2 separate regions of the Sus scrofa genome follow, and region 1 is linked to region 2. The links are chromatin contacts, called in public HiChIP or PLAC-seq maps. All regions are on one chromosome and are shown on one strand. The core of a region is the stretch at or near the end of the contact, and the rest is flanking DNA. Distances in the headings are between cores, read along the strand shown. Region 1 has its middle 8.2 kb from the start of MTSS1. Region 2 overlaps LOC106509966 (a long non-coding RNA gene).

Region 1 (7,081 bases), core at 1,564-4,063, 120 kb after region 2:
TCGATAAAAGATCTTTCCAGTTTCATGCATGGGTCCCATGACAGTATCACTTTTTCTAAATTTGAATTTTTATAATCCAGTTTTCCAATTATTATTCTGTGCTGCAATACGTACTAAAGTATAAACAGAAATTGTATTACAGAATAGAATATAGGAACATATACATATAATATGGTATATTCTCTAAAACATAGACTATAATTTCTATAATAATAATAGTTATGGAGACGGTGGTGAAAATGTGCATGATTTGTGTGACATTTCTGCTCTGAGGGGTAATGTTTAAGGAAAGAAGGTGCCTGGATTATAAATCCTTGAGAAAATTCACTTCAGCAAGGGAAAAGGATTTCAACTCGGGGTAAAGAAATTATATGCAGTTGTTATGACCAACAAGGGAAGGGGTGGCCATTTGGGGTATAAAGCTTCCTGTCAGAAAAATTTAGATTATTGGACTTCCATTGTGGCTCAGAGGAAACGAATCCAACTAGGAACCATGAGGTTGTGGGTTTGATCCCTGGCCTCGCTCATTGGGTTAAGGATCTGGTGTTGCCTTGAGCTGTGGTGTAGGTCACAGATCTGTCGGATCTGGCATCACTGTGGCTGTGGCGTAGGCAGGGGTCTATAGCTCCAATTCAACCCCTAGCTTGGGAACATCCATATGCTGCAGGTGTGGTCCTGAAAAAAAAAAAAAATTAGGTTATGGGAATAACCTCGTGGAAATCTGTTTTCACTTGATGATTGGCTTTGAATTTGTTCTAGAAAAGACATATAGGAGACCTCTAGAGGAGGTATGAGGTGGGTAGGGCTCTCTTATTTCAATATGTTTAGGTTAAAATAGCTATAGGCTAAAAGAAATAAAAACAGTTGCGGGAGGAAGTGACCCATTTGGTGGGTGAGGTGACGGGGAGCGCTTACCCTGCTTTGTCCCATGATGGGGGGACTCTAGTCTTTGGTATTTACAGGTACCTCAAGGTGGGGGAGGGGAAGCATTACGTGTCAGGTAAGCAGTGACTTAATTCTTTCACTGAGTCAATGCCTGGAGCACACAGCACCCACCCCTTCTCTAATCTCTTTTTCTAGCTGTTTCCCAAACAAATGGACACAGACCTGCTGAGACAGACTTTTTTTTTTTTTCTTTTTGCCATTTCTTGGGCCGCTCCCCCCACATATGGAGGTCGAATCGGAGCTATAGCCCCTGGCCTACGCCAGAGCCACAGCAACATGGGATCCAAGCTGCGTCTGCAACCCACCCCACAGCTCACAGCAATGCCTGGATTCTTAACCCACTGAGCAAGGCCAGGGATTGAACCCGCAACCCCATGGTTTCTAGTCAAATTCGTTAACCACTGAGCCATGACGGGAGCTCCAATGGACATTTACATATATGTAAAGCAGACATGGAATCCTGAGAGCCAGATTCGGCCCTGGGCTCACATGGAGGATGTATTTAACATCCCCTGGAAAGGACCCAACTCTCTCCTTTTACAAATGCGGGCAGTGAGGCCTAGAGAGAACCTTTCTTCTGCCTCTATCTCCTGATGGAAATCGCTGGGGAGGTTACAACCCAGTGTCACTCCTGCCTTGGGGACAGGCGGCCGTGGGGGGTTGCACTTCCGGTTGGATAATGCTTGCCTCCAGCTTTGAAGTTGCTGGATAGGATCACGGGTAAATAACATTACTCTCTGCAAATGAAATGGTACCCTGCACAACCTGTTTTCACTTGTTGCCTGTGGCCACTGGCCACTTGTGGCTGCAAAGATTACTGCTAACTTCCAGCTCCATTTGCTCACGAACTTCAGCAAATAGGAGGGTTGGGTCTGGTTCTTCTTATTAAAAGCAAACAAACCCATTATTAAAAGTAAACAAGGCAGAACTGCTTTGTAATAATTGATTAAATGTCTCCTGGCTCAGAGGTTGAAATGCACCCCTGTTTTCCCAAGCAAAGCCTCTCTTTGTTTTTGTTTTTGTTTTGTTTTGTTTTTATCTTTTCTATGGCCACACCCGCGGCATAAGGAGGTTCCCAGGCTAGGGGTCCAATCAGAGCTATAGCTGCTGGCCTACGCCAGAGCCACAACAACACAGGAGCCAAGCTGCACCTGCGACCTACACCACAGCTCATGGCAACACCAGATCCTTAACCCACTGAGCAAGACCAAGGATCAAACCCACAACCTCATGGTTCCTAGTTGGATTCGTTAACCACTGAGCCACAACGGGAACTCCAAGCAAAGCCTCTCTTACTGAACATCTCAAGGGGGAATGCCAGCAGGGTCTTGTTAAGGAGAGCCCCCCACCCCACCTCCTTCTGAGTGCCTATTACAGGTTAGGCTCAAGAACCACATTCTCTCTAATCCTTAAGACTTAGAAGTGGGTGTTCGAGTTTGCACTCTGCCAGTTATGGCATAGGCAGGTCAGGCAATTTGTTCATGGACACAGCAGAAATACAAAGCCATGAGGATCTGAACTTGAATCCCTGTGACCCCCAAACCCAGGGAGCTGATCCTATGGATGGTACCAACAAGTTCCCTTATATGAGTGATCAAATCATTAAAAAAAAAAAATAAAAATAAAATAAAAAATAAATAAAATAAATCATTTATTGTCCAAATAGAAACACTTTGGAGAAAGAACAATGGCGATGAAGAACTCTCTTGGGCAAAGCAGGGGGCCTGGTTCTGTTGGGGTTTGGTCCCTGCAGGGCATGTTGACTGCATCACTCTGCTGAGGGCCCCTGCCCCGCAGGGCTCTCCATGCAGCTGCCTCTGTGTTCCAGGCTCCACCCTCTCGTTGCCTTTCAGTCCCAGGATTGGCAATGGCATCTGGCCTTGGCCCCCAGAACCGCAGGATCCCACCGGTTTCCTTAAACCCTGCCCATGTCTCTGTCTTCAACTTCCTCCATTTTCAGTTGCAGCAGGCCATCTGTTTCCTGCCAGTACCCAACTGATAGAAAATGCCAGATAACAGCCTGAGAGTGAACTCTGACAAGACAAAGTCAGCACAGTGACACAGCAAGATCCCTTCCAAAGAGCCCTTGTATCAACGCTCCTTGGTTGCTGCAGATGTTTGTTAATCCTGATAGTAAGTTCTGATAATAAGAGATTTTACTCCATGCTCCAGCATCAAGGATGTTCCAGTAAATACAATTTTATTTTGTATTATTATTGTAAGAGTTCTTTTTTTTTTTTTTACCACGTTCAAGGAAATGGGTGTATAACACAAATTATAATTTTCAGTATGAGAATTCAGTTGGAACTTGGGTTTATCTTGTTCAAAATGTGCTGTGTTCCCTAAATCTAGGGATGTATTTCATCAGCTCTGGAAAACTCTCAGCCAGTATCTCGTGGAGTATCTGCTCCCCCTCCCCCCTTCCTCTAACAATAAGCTTTATTCTCTTTACGTCCTTCTTGTCACCTAACCTCTTTTTTCTGTTTTCTACTTGGTTATCCTTCGGATCTTTCTGATCAAAAATTCTCTTTTCTGCTCTGGGTCTATTTGGCTCCCTAACCTGTCCATACAAAGTTCAAATATACATGGTAATCTCAGTGACTGTATTTTTCACTTCGAGGTGGTCTATTTAATGCTTTTTTCCACAGTCCTTTCCCTCTTTTCGTTGTGTGTTGTGTTTTTCTTTCCCTCTATTTTTATTTGTATTTGTTTATTTATTTATTTGTCCTTTTAGGGCTGCACTGGTGGCATACGGAGGTTCCCAGTCTAGGGGTGGAATTGGAGCTGCAGCTGCCGGCCTGCACCAGAGCCACAGCAATGCCAGATCCGAGCTACATCTGCGACCTACACCACAGCTCACGGCAATGCCAGATCCTTAACCCACTGAGCAAGGCCAGGGACCGAACCCACAACCTCATGGTTCCTAGTCGGATTCATTTCCGCTGCGCCACGACAGGAACTCCCTCTATTTTTAAATATGCTTATCTCCATCAGACTGTTGGATTATCTTTAACTCCCGTGAGTTAAATCTTGATATTAGTTGTGTCTGCTGATTCCTGATCATGATGGGTAGACTATTTCTTTGCAGAAATGATTATTTTGAACTGTGAACTCATTGCAGGACCTTTAAGTGTGGAAATCCTATGAGAACTTGATTGAAAGTGGGTCCCCTCAGAGTCATTTCTCTTTTGCTTCTGCGGGGTAACCTAGGCCGGTAACAAGTTTTCATGTTAATTCTCATCTTGGGCATTTGGGGTCTATTCAAAGCAAAGCAAATTCAGACTCCAAACACAGCTGTGATGTAGGCCTCTGGTTAGAAATTCTCAGGCAAGCTCTTAACCCGCTTCCCAAAGCCGGGACCAAGGCTCTCCTGCTTTCCAGCAACTACCAGTCCTGGTGGGCAGATTGCTTCCTGGTCCACCTGTTGGTGAATCTGTGTAATCATGATGGAGGGAGGGGCTGACTCTGCAGGGGCTCCGAGAGCCTGTATATCTCCTTACTTGGGCTCAGGGCGTCTTTTTCTGGTCCCCCTTCTTTTTCTGGTCCAGACCCCTGGATTACTGAAACCAAGGACTCCTTCCAGGGCAGTGGAGGCATCAGCTTTCACATTTTCTCTGCCGAATGTCAGCTTCCTCTTTGTTTCTGGCCCCTGAGGATTCCCCTTCTTCCTTGTTAGCTCAGCCATGTATTTAAAAGGATTCCGATTACATTTTACCTAGTGCATCTTCATGGCTGTAGCAGGAGGGATTGCAGGTGATAGAATCTGCCTCTTTATGAAAACTGGAAGTCCCTGTTTCATACTGTGTATATCACAAAATGTTGGGGTTTGTGGGCTGTGTCATATTTTCCATTTCTAAGTCCACTCAGATGCCTCTGATCAATTAGAAATAACTAAATGTTTTTCAGTTGCTTCACAGTGTATGTTAAAGGTGGGCTTTTCTCAAATGATATGCTTTTCACCTTCTTTTATTGCTACTCTAATGAGCACTCATATCTTGCATGCAAAATGTTCCTTTTTCTCATCATACTTGTGTTGAACAGAAAAAGTTGAGCTTCAGAAGAGGAAGAGATCAGGCCCTGGATGGTCTTTTTGTCTTTTTAGGGCCACACACAAGGCTTATGGAGGTTCCCAGGCTAGGGGTCCAGCCACAGGGCAACACCATAGCCACAGCAACGCCAGATCTGAGCCGTGTCTGTGACCTACACCACAGCTCAATGGCAATGCCGGATCCTTAACCTACTGAGTGAGGCCAGGGATTGAACCCACATCCTCATGCATACTAGTTGGGTTCGTTAACCACTGAGCCACGAAAGGAACTCCCAGACCCTGGAAAATCTTGTTTTATACTTGGTGATATGGCTATCTGCACCCCTGGGGGGCCCTATTCTCAATATCAAGGTAACTCAGAAGCCAGGTCACCTTGTCACAGGCAGTTTGGGAGAATATAAGGACAAAGCCGTTGCAGGCTCCTGGAGGGATAAGTGTGGCTTGGCCCAAAGTATATACTTGATTCTCATGATCTGAAGTTGCAAACTTGTCTCCAGAGGAGTTTCTTTTTTTTTTTTTTAATGATTTTAATTTTTTCCATTATAGTTGGCTTACAGTGTTCTTTCAATTTTCTCCTGTACAGCAAAGTGACCCAGTCACACACACACATATACATTCTTTTTCTCATATTATCCTCCATCATGCTCCATCATAAGTGACTAGCAGAGAAGTTTCAAAAAACTGGGACATTTTAAAGTATTTTGAGGAGTTCCCATTGTGGCGCAGTGGAAACGAATCCAACTAGGAACCACGAGGTTGCGGGTTCCATCCCTGGCCTCACTTAGTGGGTTGAGGATCCAGTGTTGCTGTGAGCTGTGGTGGAGGTTGCAGATGTGGCTCGCATCTGGTTTTGCTGTGACTGTGGTGTAGGCTGGCAGCTGTGACTCTGATTGGACCCCTAGCCTGGGAACTTCCATATGCCAAGGGTGTGGCCCTAAAAAAGACCAAAAAATTAAAAAAAAAAAAAAACATTTCGATTTGGGGAGTTTCTGTTGTGGCTCCATAGTAACAAACCCAGCTAGTATCTATGAAGACACAGATTCAATCCCTGGCTCTGCTCAGTGGGTTAAGGATTTGGTGTTACTGCAAGCAAAAAAAAATTTTTTTTTTTATTTGGAAAAACTTTGCATCAAGATCCAAGGTTTCCGCCCCTCTAGAAGGATTTGAACTTGGGGCAGTGAAGGGCCCACATTCCCATTCAGCCTCAGACTGGGGAGCAGCTGGCCCTTGGAGGGAGAACTTGCTTTTCAGAGCTCTGCAATCTCTCTGCCCCTGTGAATGTCCACCTGGCCCGCTTCACACAGGCATGCTGCCTGACCCATGGGCATGGGCTTGCCACCCAGCTGTTCCGGGTTTTCTTTGGCCTGGCAACCAGCCAGCTCCTGACGTGATAACTTCATTAGTTTCCTGCCCCCAGTGACACATTCTGCCCACTGAGGTTATACCCGAGTGTCTCCCAAGCCACCATGGACAAACACATCCAAAACATCTCAAGGTGAGTCATCGAGACAGATATGAGGTGTTGCTTCTTACTAGTTTCATTTTCCAAACAGCTCTGTCTCTAAATTTGAGCCACTTTTTTATGCACTGACACTTCCCCAACTGGGGTTTAGTGGCTCTCGGCTCACAAGGAATTCTGCTTAGAGGTCAGGAGAATGAGCTTAAACCAATTTTATCAGGTAAATGAACCAACGTCATGATCAATACTTATTAATAGCTAACGTTTATTGAGTACTTACTTTGTGCCAAGTGCTAGACTAAATAATCTGCTTCAGGCTTCACTCAGCCTTAAGATTTGTATTTCCAGGATCTAGTTTACAGATGAAGAAACGGAAGTCCAGAAAGCTGGGACGAGCATGCGTCAGGATTCAAACCCGAGCAGCCTAACTCTGAGCTTACCTGTTCAACCACCTCGCTCAGCTGCCTCTAATACAAAGACCCCTCGGGAAGGTCAAGAGTTTCATCAATATTACCTGAAATGTCACAGCAATCTGGTTGTACACTACAATCAGCTGAGAAGCCTTTAAACCACACCTGGGGAGTTCCCTTGTGGCACAGCGGGTTAAGGATTCAGTGTTGTCGCTGTGG
Region 2 (6,312 bases), core at 3,778-6,277:
ACGGAGGTTCCCACGTTAGGGGTCAAATCAGAGCTGTAACAACTGTTGGGCTACACTGAAGCCATAGCAACACCAGATCCAAGCCACATCTGCAACCTACACCACAGCTCATGGCAACGCCAGATCCTTAACTCACTGAGCGAGGCCAGGGATTGAACCTGCATCCTCAGGGATGCTAGTCAAATTTATTTCCGCTAGCCATGACAGGAACTCCCTTAAATAAAAAATTTTAATAATTATCTCTCTGTGTTCCAATATTGCTTTATATCATCATTTCTGGTGGCAGACTAGTATTTCACTGTAAAATCTAATAGCAGGAATTCCCCGGTGGCCTAGTGGGTAAGGATCTGGCATTGTCGCTGCTGCGGCTCAGGCCACTGCAGTGGCACAGGTTTGATCCCTGGCTCAGGAACTCCTGCCCACCATGAGCGCAGCCAAAAAAAAAAATTTAACAGCCAGAACTCTGAGGGAGACAGAAGCCCAACTCAAACTGACTTAAGCACCTTGGAAGAAACTGTTTGCCCGTATAACTGAAAGTCCAGAGGCAGATTTAAAACATTACCAGACACGAGGACTCGGATCTCAGGCTCCCTCCAGCCCTCTCTTCCATGTTCCTCTGTGTCAGCTGCTCTCAAGGGGGCTTTGCTGCATATTTAGTCCTACCAGCCCCACATCCAGGGGAGGAACCCTCTGTCCCAACTCTTCCAACAGAAGGTCCCTGAAAAGACTCTCATTGACCCAGCTTAGCTCTGTGCCCATTCCTGAATTGGTCGCTATTCACTATTGTCGGGGGTTGGAATGCTCCTTCCGTGGGTTTTTTTTTTTTTTTTCTTTTTAGGGTCCCACCTGCAGCACACGGAAGTTCCCAGGCTAGGGGTCAAATCGGAACTACAGCTGCCGGCCACAGCCCCAACAATGCCAGATCTGAGCCACATCTGTGACCTACACCACAGCTCGTGGCAATGCTGGATCCTTAACCCAATGAGCAAGGCCAGAGATCGAACCCAAGTCCTCATGGATCCTAGTCCAATTGGTAACCACTGAGCCACAATGGGAACTCCCTGGAATGCTCCGTCTGGACAAGACTGGATTCACGTGGCTTCTCATGGAGTTGGGTTAGGAATTAGACACTTCCAGGGCCAGAAAAGAGCTGTTTCTCAGGTGAAGTTGGGGTGTCATCAATGCCAGTAAGAAAAAGAACAATCGAGAGGCTGACCAAAACATGCAATGTTTACTACATAGTCATCCCCCCTAACTGAGAGTTCCATATAGGTCGGTCCAGCATGTGCTCGACACTTTACAGTGCCTCATATAGTCCTCAAAACAATTCTATTGGATTGAAGTCATTGTTGTCATCTCTGTTTCATTGGGATCTGAAGCTCAGCAAGGTTACAGTTATTCCAAGGTCACGGATGGGTCAAAATCAAGGAATGGACCGTCTGGGTGATGACCTGGGAAGTTGGCCTCTAAGAGATACGGCTATTCCAAGAGCTAGTAGCGGGCAGGAGTGGGGTAAAAATCTGGGTTGTCTGACCCCAGAGTCAACTTTTGCAAGTGCTGTTATTTTCAGCAGACCATGGTTTATTTATCCATGGCTGATGACCCTGAAGAGCCGTTGACACTGGATACCAGACAGAGTGAATTGGAAAGATCGGAAGTGGTGATCAGGGAGAGGGATGGATAAAATGAAGACTATAGTTGGGTTGCAGATACTGATGATGACAAGGTCTAGGGTATGACCATGGCGGTGGGTAGCTGAGACCTAAGGTCCTTGGAGATCAAGAAACCGAGAGGCTAGGGCATTGGAAGCATTACCTATGTGGGCACTGAAATCACCCTAAGTTAGGTTAGGAGTAATGATGGAGAGAATGGCAGTGGGCTAAGAACTAGAATCCTAAGGAATTTTTTTTTTTTTTTAGGTCTGCATTCATGGCACATGGAAGTTCCCAGGCTAGGGGTCAAATTGGAGCTGCAGCTGCTGGCCTACACTACAGCCACAGCAACGCTGGATCTTTAACCCACTGATCAAGGCCAGGGATCCAACCTGCGCCCTCACGGATACTAGTCAGGTTCATTTCCACTGGGCCACAATGGGAGCTCCTAGAATCCTCGGGAAATTATGGGAAGTTACTTGGGTCTGATGGAGACTGCAACTGGGAGGGTGGGGAACTGTATGGTCTTTTCACATGACCTTCAGAATTGCTGGTCCTCAAAGAATAGCAAGATCACAGAGCAAGAGGGTAACAGAAACAGAGAGGAAAGGCTTGACGATATAAAAGATATTGCTGATTATGAACAATGGATTTCAGAAGATGCTCTGGCAAGTGGCAAGAAGGGAGATGGGTCAAAATCAAGGAATGGACCGTCTGGGTGATGACCTGAGAAGCTGGCCTCTAAGAAATAGGGCTAAAGAACATGACAGATGAGTCCTGATGACCCTAAGATCGTGGGGCTGAGGCTGTGAGTGTGGCTGGGGAGGACATGATGAGAGCTCTGGGTCTCCCTTTCACTCCTTCCACGGAAGGTGTCTTATTTGTCTGATTGATGAATTACTCAACAGCCCCTCATTCCAGTTTTCTTCCCATTTCTCTAGGCCTAAAACACACTTGCTTTGGCAAGGCTGCATCGCAAGGCTGCGTCAAAATCCTGGCATCCAAGCTCGGGTCAAAATAGGAAATGATAAGAGAGTCTATATGGGATATTAAAAATATAAAGTGTTACATGAAAAGATGTTCAACATCACTCATTATTAGAGAAATGCAAATCAAAACCACTATGAGGTACCACTTTACACCAGCCAGAATGGCCATCATCAAAAAGTCTACAAACAATAAGTGCTGGAGAGGCTGTGGAGAAAAAGGAACCCTAGTACACTGTTGGTGGGATTGTAAATTGGTGCAGCCAGTGTGGAAAACAGTATGGAGATTCCTCAGAAAACTAAAAATAGAACTACCATTCGATCCAGCAATTCCACTCCTGGGCATCTATCCAGAGAAAACCATGACTCGCAAAGACACATGTACTCTGATGTTCACTGCAGCACTATTTGCAATAGCCAACTCATGGAAACAACCTAAATGTCCATCAACATAGGAGTGGATCAAGAAGATGTGGTACATATACACAATGGAATATTATTGGCTATTAAAATGAACAAAATACCAGCATTTTTGGCAACATGAATGGACCTAGAAATTATCATACAAAGTGAAGTTAGCCATACAATGAGACACCAACATCAAATGCTTTCACTGGCATGCGGAATTTGAAAAAAGGACAGACTGAACCTCTTTGCAGAACAGATGCTGACTCACAGACATTGAAAAACTTATGGTCTCCAGAGGAGACAGTTTGGAGGGTGGGGGGATGTGCTTGGGCTGTGGGATGGAAATCCTGTGAAATTGGATTGTTATGATCATTATATAACTACAGATGTGATAAATTCATTTGAGTAATAAAAAAGAAGATGCATCTCAAAAAATATATATATATATATAAAGTGTTAGACTTTTTACCCTTAGGATTTTTTTTTTTTTGTCTTTTTAGGGCCGCACCCTTGACATATGGAGGCTCCCAGGCTAGGGGTCTAATTGGAGCTGTAGCCACCGGCCTACAACAGGGCCGCAGCAACACCGGATCCTTAACCCACTGAGCAAGGCCAAGGATCGAACCTGCAACCTCATGGTTCCTAGTTGGATACGTTTCCGCTGTGCCATGACAGGAACTCCAAGAATTTTTTTAAAATCAGGCATAATTCACATATAATATAGTTCAGCCTTTTACAACATACACTTCTGTGGGGTTTTGTGTACTTGCATGGTTGTGTAACCATTACTGGTATCTAATTCTAGAACATTTTTATCACCCCAAAGAGAAACCCCACACCCTAACAGTCACCCCTCATCTCTGCTCCTCTTAGTCCCTGGCAGCCACTATTCTACTTTCTGTCTTTATGGATTTGTCCATGCTGGACATTTGATAAAAATAATATCATATAACACATGGTCCTTTGTGACTGGCTTCTTTCACTTAGGATCATGTTTTTGAAGTTCATTCATGTACCATGTGCTAGCACTTTTTTTTTTTTTTTTTTTGGTCTTTTTAGGGCTGCACCCATGGCATATGGAAGTTCCCAGGCTAGGGGTCAAATTGGAGCTGTAGCCATCAGCCTATGCCACAGCCACAGCAATGCCAGATATGAGCCGCATGTGCGACCTACACCACAGCTCATGGCAATGCTGGATCCTTAACCCACTGAGAGAGGCCAGGGATTGAACCCGAGTCCTCATGGATACTAGTCGGGTTCGTTAACCACTGAGCCATGATGGGAATTCCAGCACTTCATTCTTTTTATGGCTGAGTAATACCACATGGTATATTACATGGAGAGACCACATTTTGTCTATACACTCATTAGTTCATGGACATTTGGGCTGTTTCCACTTTGGGGCTGTTATGAATAGAGGCACTATGAACATTCATGTGGAAGTTTTTACATGGGCATATGTTTTCAGTTCTCTTGGATATATACCTACCCTTGAGAACTTGGTATCTAGCTGGAGAAGGAGCCTGAGGAACTAAACTCAGGTCTCAGAAATAATGTGAGATCCCCTCACCTCAAAAATTACACTGTCAAGATAATGTCTGCCCGTTGTGGCTGGAAATGCAAAGTTCCAGTCCACTACCGGAAAGAAAATCTTAACTTGAGCTGATAACTTGTCTACACAGAGTTCAGAGGAGGAGGAAGCAGTTCCTTCTTTTACTACAGAATCAAGTACCGGTCCATGAGAAGTCCACCTTGAATGACCCTCTGGGAATGCACCTGTTAGGTTGTAATACCCCTCGGCCCCCCCTCCACAGACCTTCCCTACAAGTAATAAATATGAATCTAGGTGCTGGAGAGAGAGTGGCCAAGAAAATAAATATAGTTCCTGCACTCATGGAGTTTACAATCTTTTTCAGAGAAAGATTAACCAAATGCTTACATGTAATGAAGGCTCATGTGGTGGCTCGTGGACGAGAAAGGAGAAGTGAGCAAGCAAGCCTGGCATTAGCCTAGAAACCAGAGCCAGGGTGTCCAGGGCCGTGTGGAGGACTTGCTTCTAGAACCTTCTTTCTACTTGTCTCTCCGAGTTGATGCCTTGATTTTCACAGGGAGAAATGTGGGCCGCTCTGAGCTCTAAATGTCTCATTCAATTCCGCATTGAAAATCTCAAGAAAGGGGGAGTTCTCGTGGTGCCTCAGTGAGTTAAGAACTCGACTAGTATCCATGAGGATGCAGGTTGGATCCCTGGCCTCACTCAGTGGGTTAAGGATCCTGCATTACCATGAGCTGTGGTGTAGGTTCCAGACACGGCTTGGACTCCACATTGCTGCTAATGTGGCACAGGACGGCAGCTGCAGCTCTGATTCGACCCCTAGCCTGGGAACTTCCATATGCAGCAAGTGAAGCCCTAAAAAGGAAAAAAGAAGAAGAAAATCTCAAGAAAGGTTCTCACTGGACTATGTCCTTGGGAAGAGAATGGAGTTCTCTAACAGGTCAGCATAGGTCACATGCCACCTAGGTTCTAAGGAGGGTAGGCTATGGTACCCAAAGAAAGAGAGAAGGAATGAGCAGACAAAAACAATCAATGCTCACCACAGCAGACAAAAATAATCAATGCTTATTTTTCTAAGTAGGGTGGAAAGGAATGCATGATCAGAAAAAGTGTAGCTCTTCAGAGGTATCCAGACAGGAAAAACAGGCCAGGCTAGATTATGTAGAACCCTTTATACCATGAAAGGAGCTTGGCCTTTTATCTCATTGCCCTGAGGAAGCCACCGAAGAGTGTTAAGCCAAGGGAGGGATGTATATTTTAGAGTTACCAGCCTTGAAGACAGGAAGAAGTATTGGGGGCTTTTGTAATTGTCCCTGTGAGAGTTGATGAGGTCTGAACCAAGGCAGTAGAATTTGCGAAGAGAGTCTAGGTGTAGGATATGTTGGCGGAGGTGCCTGAAGAGTTTGTCGCTGTGACAGGTGATGGAGAGGGAGGAGCCAGGCATACAACTGTTCCCATTCGATAAGTAGTCAAGCTCACCTGTGATGAACTTCAGGCTCAGGGCAATTCAAAACTGTGCCTGGGAGTTCCTGTCATGGCTCAGTGGTTAACAAATCCAACGAGAAACCATGAGGTTGTGGGTTCGATCCCTGGCCTCGCTCAGTGGGTTGAGGATCTGGTGTTGCTGTGAGCTGTGGTGTAGGCCAGCAGCAACAGCTCCTATTAGACCCCGAGCCGGGGAACCTCCATATGCCGCAGGTGTGGCCCTATAAAA

The links. HiChIP or PLAC-seq counts read pairs in DNA pulled down with a chosen protein or histone mark.
Region 1: an H3K27ac HiChIP or PLAC-seq map of alveolar macrophages shows a contact between it and region 2. The contact joins two enhancer-like sites. A contact is called at or near these places in 3 of 47 Hi-C or Micro-C datasets (embryonic fibroblasts and liver) and 2 of 2 datasets of contacts at active chromatin or transcription factors (alveolar macrophages and skeletal muscle).

What each region holds. Positions count from the first base shown.
Region 1 is chr4:14,921,563-14,928,643 of Sscrofa11.1, forward strand. No RefSeq gene overlaps it. Among named protein-coding and RNA genes, the nearest start is that of MTSS1, 8.2 kb to the right of the region's middle. Within about 2 kb of position 2,814, at least 13 of the 83 cell types and tissues checked have an H3K27ac peak or open chromatin away from gene starts, as enhancers often do. A contact at or near this core is called in alveolar macrophages, where this site is marked.
Region 2 is chr4:14,797,769-14,804,080 of Sscrofa11.1, forward strand. The region is part of intron 2 of LOC106509966 (a long non-coding RNA gene); the gene reads right to left. Among named protein-coding and RNA genes, the nearest start is that of ZNF572, 78 kb to the left of the region's middle. Within about 2 kb of position 5,028, at least 3 of the 83 cell types and tissues checked have an H3K27ac peak or open chromatin away from gene starts, as enhancers often do. A contact at or near this core is called in alveolar macrophages, where this site is marked.